2 separate regions of the Gasterosteus aculeatus genome follow, and region 1 is linked to region 2. A link is a contact called in public Hi-C data. All regions are on one chromosome and are shown on one strand. Each heading gives the region's core, a stretch centred on a gene start, on an enhancer-like site or on the middle of the called end of the contact. The rest is flanking DNA. Distances are from core to core; before and after follow the strand shown. Region 1 holds the start of arid1b (AT-rich interactive domain 1B). Region 2 overlaps arid1b (AT-rich interactive domain 1B).

Region 1 (5,651 bases), core at 1,158-3,657, 47 kb after region 2:
TAAATGCAAGATTATCACTAAATTTTTCCTTTTTGTTTTTCAGTCGACGTTGAATTGTTGAGTCTTTCAGACTGGAAAAATGATTAGAATAAATATCTGGAGCAGGCTAAACCTTCACAAAGGTTCAATTATTGAGTTGGACGCCTTCCAAGTCGGGAATATTCCCACAAGACTCAAATGCAGCATCACTGTAGCGCCGAGGATCCCTGCAGGAATCAGAGTGCGGGCTGCTCAGCGGGGGCCACGGGGAGCCAATCAGATGGCGGGCTGGGTGTCAATCGTCAACCGGCAGGACGGAGGAGCTTTTACCCCGTTTACCTCCACGATTCAAATCCCGGGCTGCAGGAGAATAAACGAGGCGCACCGGCGCGCTACGGAGCGGTGTCCTTTTTGGATTCATCCAAATCGGCTTAACAAAATAAGGAATGAAAAAAAAAAAACACTGCATGCACAGTAAAAAGCGTAAAAAGTGCGGGAGGTTTTTGTTTTGAAATGTATTTTACTTGAAGGTTTTCTTCCTTTATTCTGTCACGTTAAAGCTCGTGCAGGCATCATACTTTAAATAATGTCCGAATCCATTCCTTCTACATTAAAGCGCCTTGATCAAGTGTTTTAACCCAGGTCATGTTTGTATAGAAAACACACGCGCGCGCACACGCGCGCGCACACGCGCGTGCACGCACAGACACACGCGCACACAACGCGTTGAGCCCGCCACCGACGCACGCCGGCCGACTTCCCCAAACATACCTGCGTCCTGCCGAGGCCTTGCCCTCCGTTGCCCGGACTCATCGAATGAGGGGGGTTTCTCTGCTGCCCTCCCCAGCCGTGGGCCGAGCTGGCTCCGTACTGGGGCCCCACGTCCTTGCCGAGGCCCATGCCGGCCTGCTGCTGCGCCGTGGCCCCGCCGTAGTCTTGATATGCCCCGCCGTAGCCCCGCATCATGGGGCTCGGGGAAGTCAGCAGCTGGTTGAGAGTCGGCGTGGCCCCCGAGGGATGCTGCTGCTGCTGCTGCTGCTGCTGCTGCTGCTGCTGCGTTTGTCCTGGGAACCTCTGGAAGCCCCCCGGAGCCGCTGCCAGGGGGGACTTGCCGTGGCTCGCCGAGGAGTTGCTGCCCATCATCATGGTCCCAGGTTGCCGGCCCCCGGCGGGGCCCATCATCGCGTAGCTCCCGCCGCCGTAGCCTGCCCGGTACGCCGGGTACTGGTTGTACTGGCTGTTGTGGTACCCGGCTTCGTGGGAGTTCTCCATGCTGTTATGTGCCGAGGAGTGAGTTACCCCCATCCCGCTGCTCTGCTGCTGCTGCTGTCCGCCATGTTGCTCATAACAGGGCCTTGACGTGTAGTAGTTGTTGTTAAACTCGGAGTTGTTACCTGTAGGCCCCAGGTGTTCATACCTGGTACCCATCATCCTCTCCGGTTTACAGGTGAGCTCCCCCTCACCTTTACCTGGCATGTGCTGCTGCTGCTGCTGCGGCTCTCCCTGCCCCCCCAACAGGTTCTCCTTGCCGCCGTGGTGCTGGTGATCCATGGCCCTGTCCCCGCGGGGCCCCTGGCCGTTGTTATTCGCCGTGTTGTTACTTTGGATCTGTCGCTGGTGATGTGGCGCAAATTGGCCGAATTGCGTCGTCTGCTGCTGCTGCTGCTGCGGCGGCGGCGGTTGAGACTGCGGAGGATCTCCGCTCGCCGCACATTTCAGCTTGTGGTTCGCGATCAGACCCGTCTCCATCGAGGACGCGGCGGAATTGGCGGAAGCCGAGGCGGACGCGAGGTTATTCCCATCCTGGTCGCGGCCGTCCGACGCGCCGTGAGTCGCGGAAGTTGAATGGACCATGTTGAGCTCGTTGCGGCGGTGATGGTCTACATTATTCAGAGTCCCATCTCCGGCGCCCAGCATAGGTCCAGTCCGCTGCACGGTCCCTACTCCTCCGGATTTTCCCGAATTGAGCTCCGGACCCAAACCGCTGGATAATTTCTTATTTTTGTTATTAGTTCTGGTCGGAGCCGATGCAACTTGCGCGGCCATGGTCACTCCAACATCTCAGCGCGCAGTGACAGCGAGCCGCGACCCGCCGTGCGCACGGAGGGTGAGACAAGAGCGAAGGAAACACAAGCGGGGTGGGGGTGGGGGGGGGGGGGTAGATTCAGTCGGGGTAAGAAAAAAAGAAAGAAAATCAAGCTTTGTTCTCGCGCTGGTGTCGCTGTGGTGAAACGGTTCCGTCAGCGAGGCTTCATGTCGAAAGTTTCTCTGCGGGGTTTAAACGAAACTTTTTTTTTTTTTTTACCCTTCCTTGCCCCCCCTCCGCCTCTCCTCCATCCCGGGTCTCGGTGATATGTAGCAGCGTCTCCCGGAGCCCTTGTGGCCCAGCACGGCGTGAGAGAGAGAGAGGGAGAGAGAGGGGGAGAGAGAGAGAGGGGGAGAGAGAGGGGGAGCGGGGCTACGCGAGCCGATCCACCTCCGGGGCTCCTGCGCGCCTCGCTTGGAAAACCCGGACTGGAGTAGCGAGTCCACCAGCAGCACGCGCACGGACGCGCGCGTGTGTGTGTGCGTGTGTGACGTACAACCGAGGATGATTTTTTACGATTACTTGAATAAATATTGAAAAAGCATCGATGCTGGCGACATGTTCACGCGAGATGCGTTTCCCATGTTGCCACTTCAGCGTCTAGATATCTGATAACTAATTGCGGGTCACGCGGTGCACGAGGACCGGCTCCTTCCCTTGAGTTCAGGGAGCATATTACTCTTTCTTTCTTTTTTTAACAGCCCATAACCGTGACGGATCCGGCACTTCCACGTGTGCGCGCGGACCCTTGAAATAACCCCGCCGGCACATGTTCAGTTTGCCCGAGCGAGTTTCTACGCGGTTGTCCACATCGGATTTTCCCTCTTCCCAGCCTCCCCGGTCCCTTCGGCTCGAGCCAGTCCTCTCTGCTGCTCTGACAGGAGCCGGACACGCGAACCGCGCGCCGTGCGCAATGGTGTGGCCGTCGGAATACGAATGTAATCGCGCGGCGGAGCGGCTGCGGGGTTGCAATACGTGCGTAACGGAGTTCATCCAATCACTTATGTGTTAAAATGAGTAATGCTCCTTCTTCAATACAGAACCATAGCAGGGGTGTAGAAAGAGGGTGGGAGGGGCTGGGGAAGGGGCTGGGGAAGGGGAGGGGGGGGGGGGGGGGGTGCATGAACATATCACAAATTATAAACTACATTATACTGGGGACTACTTGGTGTGATAGAAGAAGAATAAAGGGCATTCAGTACGATGAGGTCACTTAAAACTCACTCCGTAGGAATGTGATATGAATACTATGAATATTAAAGCCATTCTTCATTAGGGTCTTATTTGAATAAAAGGCTACATTCTTTAATTTCCTTCTTTTGATTTACTCTGTTAGCGAAGAGCCCGTCTGAAATGATAATGACATTTTTAAAAAAGAAAGAAGAAGAAGAGGAAGAAAAAATAAATGAACGTACAAAAATCAACCCCCGGCTGCAGTGTAGGACCACACAAAACCAAAGTCTACAAGATACGCTATCTGTCCCCATCCCATCAGTGGTGTTCAAACATGGGTGTGAAATTGTGCTTAGTAAAGAAGCTCGGGTGTCTGTTGGGACTTGAGTGAGCAGAGGGTCTGCTTTGATGAGATCAGATGCATTTGATCAACAGAGGGAGCTATGGATGAAAGAGGGAGGGGGAGGTGGGGGGGGGGGGGGGGTGGAGGGGAAGGATTTTGGGGATGAGCGTTGTGCTGTGAGGAGGGCCATGATAATGAAGATGACTGGCGGCCTGCAGGGAGCAACTGTGCGCCGATGACAACGTAGACGCCGCGGTGGTGGTGGCGGAGGCGGCCCGGCGATGACCACGGCGATGGCGACAGGAGGGGGGGGGGGGGGAGGCGAGCGTTGTTTGTCCGGCACTTAATTGTTACTTCACGTCACACGTTGGAGAAGAGAGGAGGCCCAAATTCACTCTGTGTCGTGTACAGTGTGAGATAATTCACTCTGAGGCCGTGACAATGGTAAGACCCCTGCTGGAGACACAGTGTTAGTGCAAGTTGGAGCACTGAACGTAATAATAAACAATACAAGCAGCAGCACGCAGAAATGATTGACACTGCAGGACGGCCTGCTATAAAAAGTATTGCGCCAACTACATGGGGGGGGGGGGGGGGGAATTACATTACAAGAGGTTCATTCTCACTTTGCAAAATATCAGCTCGATGATAGGAGCATGAAAGCGAGTGACACCACTATAAACCCGTATTCTTTTACGAGCCCATGTGGCGGAGAATGAAAGCTGTAACGTTGTTATGGTATCGATAGGACACCCCCAAGAAGACGTCGCGTTTACACCCTCCGTGTATCACAGAGCAGAAAGCAACCGCTGTTGCTCTGCGTGTGCGTCGACGAAAACAACGCCTCGTCATACGCGATCGGCAATGTGTTTCACGCGAGGTCTCACGTGCACCTTTTCTGGCGGGAAGCAGCCTCGTCCGCACCCTCCCTGCTCTCTGTACTTTGTGCACGCGACGATTCCGCCTCCCATCGGTGTCCCAGATCAAAGCCTCGGCTCTGATTTCATCTAGAGCAACACCAAGGCCCACAGCGAGGGGACCGCGGGCATTAGCATATTCTATGATGGCGCCGGGCTTTTCGAGCCGTTGCCTCGGCTGCGGCTCTGGGTGTGCGCTGTGGCTTTGCAACTCTAATTTTCCTCCCTCGCTCATTAAAAAAAGCCCACTGTTCTCCTATTAATTTCGCAGACACACTGATCTGTTTGAATGGCAAAGATGTGTGTGTGTGTGTGTGTGTGTGTGTGTGTGTGTGTGCAGGGAGGAGGGAGGTGGAGGAGGAGGGCAATGGCTCAGCGCATTTGCATTTATGTTTAATTTATAACCTTCAGGGGCCCCCTGATGCAGCAAGATTGAAACAATAACTCCAGACAAACACGGGAAGAGAGGAGGAGGAGCCGGAGGAGGGTGGGTGGAATTAAAAATATACAGATCTGGGATGGTTTGTGCTTTGCATATGTGTGCAAGATGAGTGTGTGTGTGTGTGCTCTTACTGTGTGCGCAGCCATGTGCATGCATTTTTCTATCCATTTGTGCATCTGCATCAAGGTGTATCTGCAACCCTCTCACACACACACACACGCGCACGTAAAGAGGCAGAGGTCTCCAGTCCGCAGGGGGAGAACATGCCACGGTGAGTGTCTGTCAGGAGGAGAGCTGGAGTCTGTTCCGGGGGAGTCTGCAGGGATCGTCTCCCCCCTCCTCCCCCCCCAGCAGCACAGAACAGCAGACAGCAGCAGCAGCAGCAACACAAGCCTGGCCAAGCACAGAAAGTGGGTCAGCCCAAAACACACACCAACACACACATGCACGCACGCACACGCACACTCAGACGGATGCGGCGGCCCCGGTGTCACACTGTGGGTGTGTTTGGAGCGAGCGTGCAGGGAGGGGATGCATCGTAGATGGTGTGTGTGTGTGTGTGTGTGTGTGTGTGTGTGTGTGAGAGACGGAGTATATTTTGCATTAGTAATGTTGATGGTGGGAGACATGGGGAGGGCGGGTGTATAAAATGAGGGGTGTGTGGCTAAGGAGGACGAGAAGGAGGCTGTAGCAGAGACAAAAAGCCAGCCA
Region 2 (5,513 bases), core at 2,589-5,088:
ACACACACACACACACACACTTCCTGTCACTATAGCAACACTGGTGGTGTTGCGGCCCCCAACTTCAAAGTGGGATGTAATTTCAGCCTCCCGGCAGCCAGAGGGAGCCGTGGTGATGACAGAACCGTCTCCTTTCCGACGGCTCCTTCCCCCCTGCATCCTTCTTCGACTGCGTTCCGCTGCTGCATCCTTCCTCCCTCCCTCCCTCCTTCCCTCCCATCAATCAATCCCTTCCTCCCTCCCTCCTTCCTTCCCTCCCATCAATACATCCCTTCAACTCTCCCTCCATTCCCCGTCTAGCCTCACTGCTGGGAGGCCAGGCATCCAAAACCAGACACAAAAATAAACCCAGCAATGTTAGAAGTGCAGCAAGCTTAGGCAAAGGGGGAGTGAAATGGGAAAGGGAGAGAAGGGAGGTGGAGTTGAGCTGAAGAAAGAAAGTGGGAGGGAGATGGGGAGGAAAATGAAAAAGGAATGATGCAGAGTTTTACCTAATTGTTCCTTCCAAAGCAACTCTGTATTTCACTGTTACAATAGACAAGAAAAGAGAAAATGTACCAACTGTCACTCAACTCAAAATATGTTAGTTCAATCCACATTAACTAAACAAAGACAAAAAAATCCATTTAGATTATATTTATAATGGAAGGCGTAGTGCCTTTAGTATCTGGCATTAATAGGTGCTAAAATGAATATATATGATCTATATATCATGTATGCACTTGACTTGAGGAGAGACCTATTAGGTGTTCTGGAAGAAAATCTGAAGATGGTTTTATCAAAATAAAACTCAACATATTGAAATGAGTCCAGACTCGTCTTCCCATTTTACTACAACATGAGATGTAACACCACACAGTAAAATGTGGTGCGTCATGTTAATTTACTGATGTGCATCGAACATCAGGATACTGCAGCCTCAGCTTTCACTGAGCCACTGTGGACTGAATTTTTACACACACACAGACACACACACACACAGATGCATACTAATGTACACATATCAACACATGCACACTTATCTAAGCACACAGATCATCAACTTTAAATTTACATAATCCAATTATTTTGAAGATGTCAGAGGAGAATCCTGCTTGTCACTTAAATAAAGATCAGTGTGTGTGTGTGTGTGTGTGTGTGTGTGTGTGTGTGTGTGTGTGTGTGTGTGTGTGTGTGTGTGTGTGTGTGTGTGTGCATCTCTGGCCTCGGTCAGATGAAACAAGCTTTGACAAAAGCCACCAGCTAGAGAAGGAGAACGATTGGGCAAAGGATAAAAAAAAAAAAAAGAAAGCCGGAGAGGGGAAACATTTTTCTCCTTCTAGGGTCAGTCATCACTCCCTCTCCTCCTCTCCTCCCCCCTTTTCTACCCCCTCTGCCTCACCTCCTCTGTAGGAGAGGCGCCACTGGAAGCGGACTGGTGTTTTCTTAACCAAGTTCATCCCTCCCCATTTCCCCCTCCTCACTCTCAAATCACGACGGCTGTCACACACGCCGGCGGAGCCCCCCCCCCCCGTGTGGGTGGGTAAGTGTGGGACGGACTCCCCCAGTCTCCCCCCCTCTGCTGGGCTTCAGTCAGCCATGGTGGCGGGTGGATGGCTGTGCAGACGCTTGTCAACATGGAGGCCCCATGTTGGATCTTGCGGCCAACGGCCCGGCCTCCAACCAGGCGGCCATCTTTTCGTTCCAAGACATTGCCGACATTTAACCCGCTAACAGACTAAAAGCGCCTATTTAAAACAAGAGTGGCTGCTAATATGGTTTCACATGTGATCCCCTGTGAATTCTACAACAGAAACAGTGCTGAAGATGTGTTCAGATAAAGGGCCCCCGAAACGTTTAAACAGCGGATCACTTTCACCTTTATGTACGTGTGTGTCTTTTCCAGATCCTGCGGCCCCGGCTGAAACACGTGTTCCCGGCTCTTGAGCGTCAAACAACTACGCGGCCACACAAAACTGTGTGTGCGCGCTAAATGATTCATGAGTGGCAAACGAAAACAGGCCGCCACACAAGCGGAAAAATAGCCCGTCTGCATTTTAGATGAAGCCGGGGTCCGCTGACTCATGCCGTGTCATCGCATCTGGGTCTGCGGTCGGGGTGTGTGAGTGCAAACCATAGGGTAGAGTATGGCGTCTGGGGGGGGGGGGGGGGGGCACATAGGGTCTAGCAACAAATGAAGGGGCAATGGCTCAATCACTCAGTACAGCATTTACCCCCCTGTACCTCAGTCAGTGTGTTTACATGATGGTATAATTGGAATCTTTGCTTAGTCGGACTATGTTATCTTTTGGGGGGAAGTGCTATTATCCCAATATACATGGCAGTGAATAAATCGAATCATTGGCCGAAGGCATGTCCTATCTGATACGATAGGTGGCGCTGTTTTCATTACAACTAGTTGTGATACAGGCATTTCCGCTTGACCGCTTCACCACTACCAACAACAACAACATCAACATTACGAGAAAGATGGCGAACGGGGAGCAAGGTGAAGCTACATCCCTCTACTATCTTTGCATGATGTTAATAGGAGTACAGCGAATGGGAATGGCGCTATTGGCTGATTTGATAACGGAGAGAAGACGCCGTCGGGATCTCAAGCATGCGCAAAGACTCAAAGTCCAGTTCCTCCTCCGATTCACCGCTACATGCCGCAATAGTCGAACTATCAACTGGATCGGATCGAGTTATCCAGGGGTGTTAGTCGGATCGTAGTCGGACCGCACATAGTCGGACAAAGGTGTTTACATGACACAGAGAATTCGATTTCAGTCCGACTAAGCCGGTTATTCGAATCCATGTAACCACTGTGAACCCGGCTTCAGGGCAGCAGTCGTATTCTCAGAGCACTTAAAATATACGCTGATCCACGTTATGTAATCTTTTTGCATTTTCAACGCCGCAAACCAACATATTTGTCTTTCCAAGAGTGCCTCCGAGTTTTTCCTCCCCCATACATTAGCTCTCTCCCTTTCTCTCCTCCATCACTCCATCCCTTCCCTGTTCCTCTGCCTCCCTTCCTCCCCTCCCTGTGTGCACTAATGTGGAGGCTGAATCTTACCCTGCTGGATGACATTACTCTGCGCTGCCTGCTGGCCCGTCTGCCTGCCTGGGGACTCTAAAATAAAACACAACAGTGGGGAGAGCGCACACTGTAGAGGCAGCCTGACTGACATGCTCTGATAGAGCACACACACACACACACACACACACACACACACACACACACACACACGCACACTCGCTGTGTGAAAACGCCTCGCAGACGACAAAATGTGTATCAGAGTGTGCGATGTGAGTGTGGTTGTGGTGAGAGAGAGAGAGAGAGAGAGGGAGGGAGGGAGGGAGAGAGGGGGAGGGAAGCAGGCCTCTCCAGCTGTGCCCTGTCAATCATTGATGACCTAACACTTGGAATAACAGCAGAGAGGGCAAAGTGGACCCGGGAACCAGAGGGAAGAGGCAGCGAGGGGAGCGTGAGCGCTTCAAATTTTTCCTTTTTCCGCTGATAGGAAATAAGCCGAGGAGGGACAAACGTGCACCGACGTTTGTGTGCGAGTGTTTGTGTGCGTTTGTGTGCGAGTAGCCTGTCACCGGCGGAACCCCGGAGCTTGAATGCAACATCCTTCGCCCCTGAACAAGTGACAAAAAGATAACCACGTTTCACATCAGCGCTTCACGCCCTCTCTCCCTCTCTCTCCCTCTCACTCATTCATTGTCTTTCTCATTCCGCTCCTCCCCCCCCCCCCCCCTCCCTTCTCACCTCACCTCACCCTTCCACCCCCAGCTCTCTCTCTCTCTCTCTCCCTCCCTCTTTCCACATGGCTGCCCGTCCTCTCCCATGTCCCAGAGGATGGGAGGCTGTGCGGCAGCTTGGCAGGCTGTCAGGGGAGCACCAGAGAGCAGGGAACATGTAGTGACTGAAACGGGAGGGGGGGAGGTGGGGGTGGGGGGGGGGGGGGGGGGGTCAGTGGGCAAAACAGCCCGGGCTCCTCATCTCACTGCGGCGCTGGAAGAACTGGCTGGTTGGGGATGTTGGGCGGACGATGCAAAGGGGACAGAGAGGTAACACTAAGGTCACCACAACGTGTTGTCCAGCTCTGAGACCAACATCTCGCCTTCTTGGAGATACCAACTGTATTTACATTACAGAAAGTACAACCCCCCCCCCCAAAAAAACTGTGTTTCACCTTGACCGAACATTTCCATTTATGTACTTCTTTTGCAACTTTTCCCCCGTCGAGCCCCCGTTCATCTTCCCGATCGCTGTGGCTCCTGACTACACAGCAACTGCTAATGCTATGCTAACAAGCTAGCGCTGTGCACTGACTCCATATGTAAGACACAGACACTGTGCAGTGATGGGGGCCAGCTCCATCTCCAATACTTTACATTTTAAAAGACCCATGGGGCGCTGTGACTGTGCATTTGTGATAAGTTGTTTAAGTTATTCCCCTTTGGTCTCCCTTCAAAAATCCCGCCACATCACACAGCCGACTCGTCCCAAAACAACAACACGACAGTGTGCCCTCACCCCCCTCCCCCCCCCCCTCAACCCACCCCAACGGAGAGAAAGGGGAAAAAAAAATGACAGCGGCTTTAGATCTGACATCAAACGCCGCCGAGAGAGAGAGAGAGGGGGGGGGGGATAAAAAAAGGTTACATCTCTGCAGTGACAGCTTGCTGGAAGAGCCTGGCCAACAGCGAGCAAATTCTCTCCCCCATCTCCCTCCCTCCCTCCCTCTCTCCCCTCCTATCTATCCATCTCTCCTTCTCGCCGCCGATTAGGATCTCGCGTCGGGACGGGATGCGAAAAACACACGGAGAACCCCGAGGGGTAAATGTGCCAGGATTGAAGTGAATACGGGGGGGGGGGGGTGGATATCGGCCGTGGTTCAAATAGATCTCCGCCGCCGCCGCCCCCCTTCCTCCCCGCCTCCTCCTCCTCCTCGCCTCCTCCTTCCTCGTCTTGCTCTCTTGCTCCGGATTCACACGCTGATACATCAAGGCCACTCCTCATTATAGCGCCAGGGTGAAAAAAAAATAAACGCTTTCATGATGCTACTTTAGAGGGAAAAGAGGTAAAGAGTGTGGGAGAATGAAAATGAAAGAAAACAAGAGGAGGAAAAAAACAAGTGTCAAGATAAAAGCCGATGACATTTGTCACCAGCGTGTTTTACGGAGGAAAAAAGTGAGTAAAAAAGAAAAAAAAGATTGTGTAAAATGCAGATTCAACCTTCAGTGTGCGTTTCATGTGCTGATCAGATTCTATGGAAAACAGTATGGCTTGATTTCAGTTTGTCCACTTCATATTAGTTCACTCCACCAGTCCTGAGGCGTTTCCAAAAGTATCATTAACCGGCACACGCCTCGAGCAGCGGCAATATTTGCGACCATTTGCCAATGTTTTTATTCTTTTTATTCTATTCCTGAAGGTGCTCAGGAGCTGTGAGGGGAGAAATGATTTGTTTAGCCCCAAAAAACTGGAGCAACCCACAAACGTCTCCCCCCCCCCT

The links. Hi-C and Micro-C count contacts between places; a contact is called where the count stands out from the background.
Region 1: a contact with region 2 is called in a Hi-C map of skeletal muscle, with 6 times the contacts expected there. The contact joins the promoter of arid1b here to the enhancer-like site in region 2. A contact is called at or near these places in 2 of 6 Hi-C or Micro-C datasets (skeletal muscle and tail fin).

What each region holds. Positions count from the first base shown.
Region 1 is chr15:4,360,615-4,366,265 of fGasAcu3.hap1.1, forward strand. arid1b (AT-rich interactive domain 1B) reads right to left here and starts at 2,408. Exons shown (of 21, transcript XM_078089494.1): 1 at 751-2,408. The coding sequence starts at 2,025.
Region 2 is chr15:4,312,008-4,317,520 of fGasAcu3.hap1.1, forward strand. All of the region lies in intron 4 of arid1b (AT-rich interactive domain 1B), which reads right to left. Among protein-coding and RNA genes, the nearest start is that of arid1b, 48 kb to the right of the region's middle. Within about 2 kb of position 3,839, at least 3 of the 9 cell types and tissues checked have open chromatin away from gene starts, as enhancers often do.